Regions from separate parts of the Anas platyrhynchos genome. Here region 2 is linked to region 1. A link is a contact called in public Hi-C data. All regions are on one chromosome and are shown on one strand. Each heading gives the region's core, a stretch centred on a gene start, on an enhancer-like site or on the middle of the called end of the contact. The rest is flanking DNA. Distances are from core to core; before and after follow the strand shown. Region 1 holds the start of NKTR (natural killer cell triggering receptor). Region 2 holds the start of CCDC13 (coiled-coil domain containing 13).

Region 1 (5,525 bases), core at 2,430-4,929:
CCAACGCTGGCACGCATGGTTTTTAATTCAGTACCTTTTCACTGGTTAAGTTTGCTTAACAGAGAACTGCCTGTCGGCTTTTCACTTTTAGCTTTGTGTTTGCTCACCAGCAAGGCTTTTCATAATTAAAGCCATTTTTCAGTTATTCCGGCATGCAATATTTATACTTCAGAAAAAAATACCAAAGAAATGTTTTTGCATGACTGAACTACTGAAGGAAACACTCACAGTGCTCCTCTGTTCTTCCACAGTAACACAAGCTTTTAAATTTAGCTGTACAAATTTCTGGCTCTTTTATTCGGTGTCTCTCGACGTTCATCACTTGTGACCCTCGTGAAGAGCTCTGAGTCACTTCTCTCGGCACCAACACCTCGTATTCACACTGGATGAGATCCACGCGGGGCAGCTACAGAGCGAGATGAAGAATAAGCAGTCATGGAGTTGTCTCACAGAAGTATTTTGAGCACCACCACCACAACCAAAATGCTCCACATGATGGAAAGCTACATTGAAAATTCCCCCTCCTTCTTATCTAAAGTGCCTGCAAACCACAAATTAGGTAAGAAGCTAGTCAGCACCCAAGGAACACACCAGAGGTTTTTAGGACACCGGGCCCTCTATAATATTACAGTTGGCAAATTAAATCTAACAGCAATGGCAACACCTAGAATTGCATAAGAAAGAACTGATCAACAACTCCTTGCTCATAAAAAAGCTTGCTTTCAGTTTCAGACTCAAGCTCTACCCACAGAGATATCTTTTATCCACAAAGATAAACAAAAACCTCTATAAATACCTAAACATTAACCTCAAACCAATTAGATAGAGTTCTATGGCCACATTCACACTAATAATTACTAGGACAATCAAAGACACTTTGGAAAATAAAGACCAGGTCCCAGTTTGAACGTTTTCCCCCTGAATTGTACGTAGGTCGCAGAACCTAGTATTATTCAAAAGCAATTTGCCATCCATAACTCCGCTGCCTTGCCACACAGGCCATAATCCCCCTCCAACAGCCTGCGTCCACGGTCGCTGAAATCAATGGGGACTTTGTCGCTGCTTTCAATGGGCACAGGACATTTCCAGAACCGCATCTGCAGCGGTTCCCAGATAGGAACACCAGGAGTGATCTCCATTCGTTACTAAATGTTTCACGTTTCAAAAGACTGGCTTCAAATATGCTTTAGAAACTTTTTTTTTTTTTTTTAATGTCTTTCTTCCACCAGGCTGCATATTCATCAGGTTTAGTCCTAAAGATGATCTTAAGAGCTTCTCCCAAGGGACCAGAAACTTCTTTCTAATTTGTGTCTTTATTAAAATAATCACAGCTTGAAATTAACTTTTTCGTTTTAATTGCTCACAATCTTTGCTACTTGCATGAAAAGCAAGTAGCACATTTCCATGCCTTTTATGAGTCTTTTGCTTATTTCTTTGTCCATTTGCCTTTAGCAAGCAATTCACATTCCAAACACAGAAAAGCAAGAAACTGCAGGTAAGGAGAAATTAATTAACAGTTTATTTTAGCTCAGGAGAAAAAAAAAATCAAAACCATCAAAATGCAAACATACAGTATTTTTGTTTGGGAAGACCAGGGAAATCAAGAAGATTTATTTTCAATAGTTCATTTTGGAAAGGGAATCCTATAGACCTACTTAATTTCTACCTGATATTTCTACTTGAATACCTAGTATTAATTTCTCTGTAGCTCTGTTTCTCAGTTTCTAGTTTTAAAGTGAGGCAAATAATAACCTTCTATACTATAACGGCATTTCATAAATAGTTTAGGGCCAGGCAATGCTGCATTTTGTTTATGTTGTGTGATAGCCTACAATGCAGGTATCCCTAACAGCTCCAAAGACCAGCTTCTTTAGGGAGAGCTCACACAACCAGGTATTGGGGACAGTAAGAAATGCCAGAATCCGGCTGTTAAAACTTCATTGGATGCTCAGATGCTGTGGTGACAGCAGCCATAAAAGCCATAGATCAAGTACACCTAAAATAATTGCACTTTGTTACATTCCTATTGTCGAAACCATCCCTTGATCTCAGTGCTGCCACTGTTTATTCTCAGCACATTTCATTTTTCTTATCTAAGACCTCTGAATTTCTCTGTGGACAAGGACGTAAGTGCAGATACTGCTGCCAAGGAAAAGCACTGCAGTGAGTTCTGGTTTGTGCAACTTTTGAAAAACACTGAGAAACACATTGCTTCTCGGGTGCTGAGGGCTTAGTAAGGGTGTCCCTACTCCTCCGAAAGGTACAAGTCATATTATTCCAGAACCATTACGGTTGGAAAAGCCCTCCAAGATCATCTGGTCCAACCATCCCCTACCACCAATGCCACCACTAAACCATGTCCCCAAGCACCACGTCCAACCTCTCCTTGAACACCCCCAGGGACGGGGACACCACCACCTCCCTGGGCAACCCGTCCCAATGCCTGACTGCTCTTTCTGAGCAGAAATGTCTCCTCATTTCCCACCTGAACCTCCCCTGGCACAACTTGAGGTCGTTCCCTCTTGTCCTGTCTTTAGTTCTCTCTGAGAAGAGGCCAACCCCCACCTCCCCACACCTTCCTTTTCGGTACTTGTAGAGAGCAACAAGGTCTCCCCTGAGCCTCCTCTTCTCCAGACTAACTATTCCCCAGACTAAACCCATTACTTCCAAAAAGTCTTCTTTCAGGAAGTGATATGAGACATCTCTTGCACAAACTGGTGGGACTGTGGTTTAGATGGAGTCTTTACGAGATGTAGGTGCCATAGGTGGTGCAGGATACATGCTCTGCTGCCTTTCACCATCTCCCACAAAAAGATGACTCTGTAAGGATGCGAACAAAAGTAATTACACAAATGAGATGGATATGAGGGGACACATGAACAGCTGTTGTAAGCTGCTGGGCATCCTTGCTGTGAGGGATGCCTGAAGGATGTCGTGGGCTCAAAGTGAGCACGGGATTTATGGAGTTAGCAAGGAGGCTGGCACCTCTAACCTGAACAACTTGACAGTTCAGCAATTAGTAAAGAGCTTTGTTTCCAGGTCCTCGGATGGTCTAAGATCACAAATTTAACATATATATCCATGTCACAGATAACTAAAGGTAGGATAAGAGGGAATGGCCTCAAATTGTGCCAGGGGAGGTTCAGGTTGGAAATGAGGAGACATTTCTGCTCAGAAAGAGCAGTCAGGCATTGGGACGGGTTGCCCAGGGAGGTGGTGGCGCCCCCGTCCCTGGGGGTGTTCAAGGAGAGGTTGGACGTGGTGCTTGGGGACACGGCTTAGTGGTGACATTGGTGGTAGGGGATGTGGGACCTGATGATCTTGGAGCGATTTTCCAGCCCTAAGGGTATTTCTCTATATGAGACCAACACCAAACGGCAGAACCACAGCGCGGGGCTTAAACCCAACAAAACACCCCTTAAAAATTAAAAAAAAATAATAAAAAATAATAATTAAAAAAAAATCCCCCCTCAGCCCGGGGCACGCAACATGGCCGTGCCCCGCGGGGGTCTCCATCCCCTCAGGGAGCGGCGCGAAACCGCTGAGGCGGAGGGGGGGGGGTTGTGGAAAGGAGCAGGAGGGGGCGGAGCGCGCATGCGCACGGCGCGGGTTGAGGCGGGGCCGTGCCGAGCTGAGCCGGGCCAAGGGGCGGGGCCGGGCCAAAAGGGGGAGGGGGGGGGCAGGGGCTGAGGGGGGGGCGGGGCCTGCGCGCGGCCGGTTGATGGCGCCCGGGCCGGGGGGGGGAGGGCTGAGGGGGCGCGGAGCGGGGACAAAGCGCAGGGGCCGCCAGGTAAAAAAAGGGGGGGGGCCGCCCTATTTTATCTCGTTTTTTTCTCCTCCCGCTTTCCTCAAGGTGTTAAGGGGAGAGGGTGCTGCTCGCTGGGGCCGGGCCCGGCTGGTTTCGTCTCGGCTCGGCTCAACCCCCGGCTTTTTTTCTCTCCGTGTGGGCAGGTGGTGAGGGGGCAGCCATGGGGGTGCAGGACCGGCCCCAGTGCTTCTTCGACATCGAGATCAACCGGGACCCAGGTACGGGGGTTTATGGGGAGCAGGGGGGGATTTAGGGGGCTGAGGGGGCAGGGATTTGGGCGTGTGGGGCTGTGGGAGGGGGTCTGGAGGCTGTTGGGAACGTGCTAATTACCTCTAATTAACAAGGGGCTGCTCCCCTCCTGCACCAGGGTGGGGATAAGGGGCCGGTAGCTTTAAAACAACAAAAAGAAACGGCTCACAACTCCTCTTTTCCACACAGAAAGCGTGGCCGGTGTGGCTAGCTGGCTGCTGGCCCTGCCTGTGGGGGTCTGAGCCCTGCTGCTCTCTCCGGGCAGCCTCTCGTAGCCTCCTTCTGCTTTTGCTTTCATTTTCCGCCTCTGTCTTTCCTCCCCCCCAAGGACTTAGAAAATGGAGATTTAAAAACTCCGGCTGCGGGAGAGTTTGCGAATTTCCGTCTCTGGCTGGGATTTTCCATGGGGCTCCTCAGCTGGGGAGCCTCTCCTTGCTGTCTGTGTGCTCACAGCCCCACTCCTTCTTGATTCTCCCTCTTTGCTACCTTCTTGTCCCTCCTCAGCCTCCTGAACCCTGAAGGCAGCAGGTTGCCCCGTTTTCCCTTGTATCTGCTAGGATTTGGTGGCTGGTGCCGGCGAGGAATCACGCTGTTACGTTCCTGGTGGTGCAGAGCTTAAGTTACCTAGTGTAGGCACGGGGCTCGGCTCTGTTGCTGCCAGTATTTATTTTCCCTTTAAAGCAGGCTGAACATCAAATGCAGAGCCCTGCTGGTTTTATTGCACCCGATTAATCGCTCGTATTTTTGCAGGGAAGCATGTCAACGAATAAAACACTGGTGCAGGACTCGTGTGTAAGGTGCTTGTGCTACTGTATGCGAGCGTCTCTTTATTAATTTCCTACGCAACTCTATCTCGGGATGTGAAGTTGCATTTAAGAAACTTAAACATCACCCTTTGGCTGTGAGGTGACCTTCAGAAGCCGAATGAAGTGTGAATGATAGAGCAGTGCTTCCAGATGACACCAAGCGTTAACTCTGCGAGATGGAGTGTCCCGCCGGTCCTAGCGTGGTACTAATTTTAACTTCCAAACTGCCAGCAGTTTGCCAAATTAACATTTTGCTTGTCTGGCCTTAATACGATCGGCCGAGCTGCTCGTTTATTTTTATTGAGTGTAGGGAGAAAGACCTGGAGGAAAGAACAGCGCTGCATTTTCTTGTTAGCCAGGAAGTGAAGCATTGACCCCTGCCCTGTATACTCTAAGAAATCGAAGTAACATCTTCCCAGAAAACACAGAACCAGGACGTGCGTCTCTCTACAGGAGACATCTCGCCTGCAGGACAAGGAAACTGTGTCATTTTTAAGTGTTGATTGCTCAGAGACCAGCAGTGTTCCCCCAACTCTCAGCTTTGCCTTCCCCGATTATATTTACCCCGTGGCTGTGCAGATACCCACAGCAATTAAAAATAGGAGCTCAGTGCACAGATCAGGTTAGGAGGAGCTGCAAAAGGCGGTGTGTGCACGTATGTG
Region 2 (5,176 bases), core at 2,213-4,712, 130 kb after region 1:
TGGAAATCCCAACTGCAAAGAGCTGGAGTCTCCTCTGAGAGACTTCTACGCCTTACAAAGGAGGTTCTACCCAAGTGGTTCTGCAATGAAAGTCAGCCAAAAGCAGCAGGCCACAGAAAGCCAACCAATTTTACTGCAGCTCAAGTAAAGAGAGCTGGGGGAGCTTGTGAGTGACGGCTGTGGCTGAAATTCAATGTTTTTCCCAATTCTGTCTGGGATTCTCCACGTGATGGGGAAAATCACTCAATCTGAAATGCACCAAACAGACCAGGGAGTATAAAGCCACACACAAACACAATTAAAAGCAGAAAGACAGACTGAAGTGCCAGCTAAGCACCCGCCTGAACAAAATTTGGATGCAGGAACAGAAAGCTGCAAAAATGAGCTCCTGAGATGTTAGAAGTCCCTAACATCTTATCTTGGCAGTACTGCAAAGCAGCATCCCTGCATCCTGTTGAATCCCCTCCAGAAGCAAGTCCTGATTGGATTTGACACACTCAGAACCACTCTTCTCTCACATGTAGATGTACGTGAACAAAGGACAACGCAAATAAACCTGCAGTGTGCTACACCTGCTATGTCAAACGGGGCTTTTAAGTCCGTGCTGCTGGAAGCAGAGCTAAGCAACAGCTCCTGAACTACTCAGACCTCGGTTTCTGAACTGTAGGTGGCAGAGGAGCAGCCCCAGAGTTGCTGGGACTCTCTTGTACTCCATACCTCCTGCACCAAGATATTAAGGGAGATTCTAAACCTCCCCTTAAAATAAATCCAGACCTGAAGTGTGGGAATGAGTCTCCCTCTGCATTTAAAAAGATAAATGATTCAAATCTCCTCACTAATCTGTACATGTTATCAGAGAAAATGTTGAAGGGATGATGACAGCTGGCAGAGGTCAGACCAGAAGCTTACACTGCTCAATCAGCCAGCCACAGAGAGGGACTCGTGTGTGAAGAAGGGAACGGATGGTGCAAGGAGAGCACCAGGTTATTTCTGGAAGCTCAGCTCCCTGTTTTGCACAACCACGTTCCCAGAAGCACCTGAAAGTTTCAGTGGCTCACTCACAACCTCCCCGCATCATCACAGGAGCCCTGCTGCAGCTTCTGTACTCAGACATTCGAGGAAGCAATTGTTAGAAACAAGCTGAGCAGGGAGCTGCCCAGAGTAACACAGAAGGAAGATCAGCATTTAGGGCCCAATAAACCTGGCTTATGGCCTGATAAACCTTGGCAGAGGTGCCCTTCCCCGTATGGATTCTGGGAGGGAAAACTGTCTCAAAGGTATACAGCTACCTGCATGTACCACAGCACGTCACCCTGTCGTGACGCCAATAAAACAGCTTGTGGGGTTAAAGCTGTAACCTGGATCACTGAAATGACTTGAGATAAAACTACCCTTGCCCAGAAAGGGAATGCAATTTCCAGCAGAGCCCTGAAAACAGCTGGGTCAGCACAGTCGCAAGTAGAGAGCAGAAGCAGGAATTGCTCAGGCTGCCTTCGCCACTACCAGGGAGCAAATCCCAGAGTAGCCAACACTGTGCTAACTGCAGACACCTCTGGGATGTGCCCAGTTCCAGACCTGTCCCAGTCTGTGAAAACAAATTAATTAGGTCAGAAGGAGACACTGACTACATCCTAGGAGGAGGATGAATGATCTGAGCTGTGGCTCCAAATCTGGTCCAGTAAATTGATTTCTGCACTCGGCTCCAAAAGCAAGATTCAGGAAGAGCCACAGCAGAATGCCCAGTGTCCAGACAATCCAGATACTCACCCGTGGGTGAGATAAGGCCCAAACCCTTGCCACCAGGAAGATTTACAACCCTGACTTGTGCATCCATGTCATGTATCTTACCTGTGAGGCAACCCTACCTATAAGACTCTTCTATATTTCATCTCCTGTGGTTGTCTTTTGACTTACTCAATCATGTCACGCGGCACAGGTACATGGGGAACACTGTTCTGGGCTGCAGGCCTTTGGCTTGAACCCATTAGCTGCATGACGCTTTGCACATCCTGGTTTTTGGAAATTACTGGTGTAGGAAACCTCTTTACAAGGTTAGGCAGGAGCTAACCAGTAGCTCAAAGGGCGCTGGTGATTGTGGAGCGACTGGAGGTGGGCAGATGGCACTTAGCGCATCGCCTTAACCCCTCCATCCTTCCTTCAGCTCTTCGTTTGTGAAACTCTGAAAACAAAGAGCACAGAGCAGTGCTCTGAGGCTAAATAGATTAGTGAGTGAGGCTGCTGAAAGCCTAACACATGAAGATAAAGCGCTCTGTCACTGTGAGTTTCATAAGATCATACGCCAAACATAGTTCTGTGACCTCCTGAGGGAACAGTGCTGCTACACCTTTACCTTTTGCTGTCATCTTCAGTTACAGGTTGCTCTGTTTCAAACAGGTTTAGATCATTCGGGATGCCGAAAGTCTCCTTTGCATCGCCATTGTTAACCTTCTGACTGCTCTGCTTGTCCTTTTTCCTCTCCATTAGATTCTGCAGCTTCCTTTGCTGTTGTTCCTGAAGAGCCTTAAACTGGCTTTTAAAATGCTCCTGTGCTTTTAGGTCTGACTCCATGGTTTACTAAAAGCGTCGCAGGAAGAAAACGAAGAGCAACAGAGAGCAGAGATCAACAGCACATTCAAAACATCCTCTTCTAACAGCTGCTTTGTAGTTTTTCCACCCCGACCTTTGCAGTCTCCCTGCCACCTCCTCCTCTTCCTCCTCAGCCTCATGGCCTCGCTTTAAGTGTCCTTTTTGCCATAAGCGGCTTTCAAACAGAAAAGCCTTCAGGTCTTTTTCACTCTAGCGTTCAAAAAGCAATGCCTTAAAATGCTTTTTAACGTATCTGTTTAAAATAAACATTTTTAGAGAAGCGCAGGTTGGAGGAAAACCCAAGCAAACGGGGCAACTGCACCATGCAACTTTTGTTTTTTATGACTAAAAAGGACGCAGGCTGGTTGCAACTCAGGCCCACGCAGCTTTCCTCCCCAGGTTTCAAAAAAAGACCCAAATCCCCTAATTTTGGGGGCTAAGCTGGGTCCACCAATGAAAGATCTCTAGTTCCCCTAAACACCAGCAGCGTGGCTTACAACTTTCCCCTCAACTTCCGAGCAGCGAGTGCCACCCAGCGTGACCCAGCCGGGCACGGAGCAGGTCCCGAGGGCCCCACCGCACCTCAGCCCCCCCTCAGAGTGGGGGGTCCCGGCCTGGCTGCCACCAGGCCGCGCTGCCTCCCTCAGCCCCAAAATTTCATCCCTCGCCTCCCTCCCTCCCACGCCTCTCCCGGCCGCCTCCCCCACACCCTCTGTGCCCACCTACGCCGCCCCCCGCACCCCCCAGGCTGGCGGCGGCGCCCCCTGAAGCAAGGCCCGGGCCCAGGCTTCGGGCTCCCGGCTAGGCCGCGGCCTCATCCGGTTGCCATAGCAACGGGCGGGGCGGGCCCGGGCCGCGCATGCGCCCTGAGCCCGGCGCCGCTCCCCTCAGCGCGGCCGCCATCTTAGCGCCCTTGCCCCCTGTCCCTCAGGGCTGTAGGGCGGCCGCAAATAAGGGCAGCTCCGCCCGCCCGTTCTCCCTCCGCCCTTCTGAGGGAAGTTTGAGGTCCTCCATGGCAGCCCTGTGCCTTTTTTAAATTAAAAAGCCCTGTGGCTTTTTTAAATCTCTATGTACCCCCTCACGCAGTCCCCAACCCCCCCGAGGCTTTGCACCCAGGGGGAGCCCCGCAATAAATCCACAGTGAAACCTCCACCAGCTCCTCATCTCCACTGCTCACGCCCGTTTATTCATATCACACCTTATTCACATCCTATTTTATTCGTATCACACGCTGCTCTCAACAAATCACACCAGTGCAGGGCACATCTTGCTTTATTAGACCTCCTATTGTCACACTGCCACCATGGAATGTAAGCTAGTTGGAGAAAATCTTGCCCTTTTTTTTTTTTTTTAAACAAATTATCTTCATCAACAAGTTTTTGTGACTGCTGTTAAGGGCTTTAAGGGGTTCCTGCGTAAAATAACACTGGCGCTCTGCGGGGAAAGGTTTTACACCTCACAAAGTATGAGGGGGGCTTTTCGGATTCAAACATTTTAAAACTTCTGCAGTACCGTTCCCACAGAAGTCAGATCATACATTTTAAAAGCATTAGAACACCAAATCAAAGTGCATTTTAAATGTTACATTTAAATGTTACCCAGAAGAACACTGTAAATACAGTTACAAAATACAGTAATCTAAGCATCTGAAAACCTATAGTAAAAATAGGGAGCCGGTGTCTTCATTAACAATTAATAAATATAACATTTAAATAGCTGAAACACACCACATACTTATCTTATGCCTTAAATAAAAAAATAAAATAGATGTCTATAGATACCTTGGTATTTCAGAAGTCAGTGCTGCTGGAAGCTTCTAAATTACACAGCTGGAGGCTGACAAATATACAGGATAGGAAGTGCCAGCAGAACATTCACAGCATTCACGATGCTCTCTTACAGATGTGGCCTCTACCTAACAGAAGCTAGGTCAAACTTTGTCACTTTGGGCAATGGCAGCAAGGGAAGTCACCAACGGCAGGACTGAGCTCATGCTCAAGGGGAAGATAAAGTGATTGTACTCTACTATAGCCCCTAAAACTGCGATAGAGTAGAGTAAATCAAAAAGAATCAGACCCTGATACCCATTTTACCCACTATGCAATCATTTAGACTGCCAGCCTCGGGACAGCGTACCATACACAAAATAAAGGGCAATTCTCTCAAGCCACGTATTTTTTTCCCCTCAAGATCCCCTCAATATGAAGTTTCTAGCTGCAGTACACAGGCCACCACCAGCACAGACATTCGGGTTCTTCCATTATTCATTGGGCTTTATCACATACTCCCGTACCATTGAATACAGCACACCTGCATGACAAAAAAAAAGACAGTATTAGAAAGCTGGGTTAAATATGAAACAAAGGTTTCAAAACCTGAACACTGAAGTTATGAGCAACCAAAGTGATATTTCCCTTACTCCGTTTCATTTTCTTTTTAAACAGCCAAGATAAACACCACAGAATTTTTTATACACAGGAACTTTTCCTAGTTTAGTGGTATGAGGATCCCCAGCCAACGCTAGTTCCCTTTGCGGCCAAAGTCAAGCTTTGCTCTCAGACCTTCTGGGAATACAGCAGGGGCAAACAGT

Evidence for each region. Hi-C and Micro-C count contacts between places; a contact is called where the count stands out from the background.
Region 2: a contact with region 1 is called in a Hi-C map of liver, with 3 times the contacts expected there. The contact joins the promoter of CCDC13 here to the promoter of NKTR in region 1. A contact is called at or near these places in 5 of 8 Hi-C or Micro-C datasets (F1 follicle, liver, skeletal muscle and 1 more).

The regions. Positions count from the first base shown.
Region 1 is chr2:156,460,920-156,466,444 of IASCAAS_PekinDuck_T2T, forward strand. It overlaps NKTR (natural killer cell triggering receptor), which reads left to right and starts at 3,680. Exons shown (of 17, transcript XM_038173719.2): 1 at 3,680-3,790; 2 at 3,952-4,026. The coding sequence starts at 3,969. It overlaps LOC140001645 (a long non-coding RNA gene), which reads right to left and starts at 2,310. Exons shown (of 4, transcript XR_011807135.1): 1 at 229-2,310.
Region 2 is chr2:156,594,110-156,599,285 of IASCAAS_PekinDuck_T2T, forward strand. It overlaps CCDC13 (coiled-coil domain containing 13), which reads right to left and starts at 3,463. Exons shown (of 16, transcript XM_038173584.2): 1 at 3,309-3,463; 2 at 2,351-2,574. The coding sequence starts at 2,568. HIGD1A (HIG1 hypoxia inducible domain family member 1A) reads right to left here. Exons shown (of 4, transcript XM_038173588.2): 4 at 3,744-4,896. The coding sequence ends at 4,847.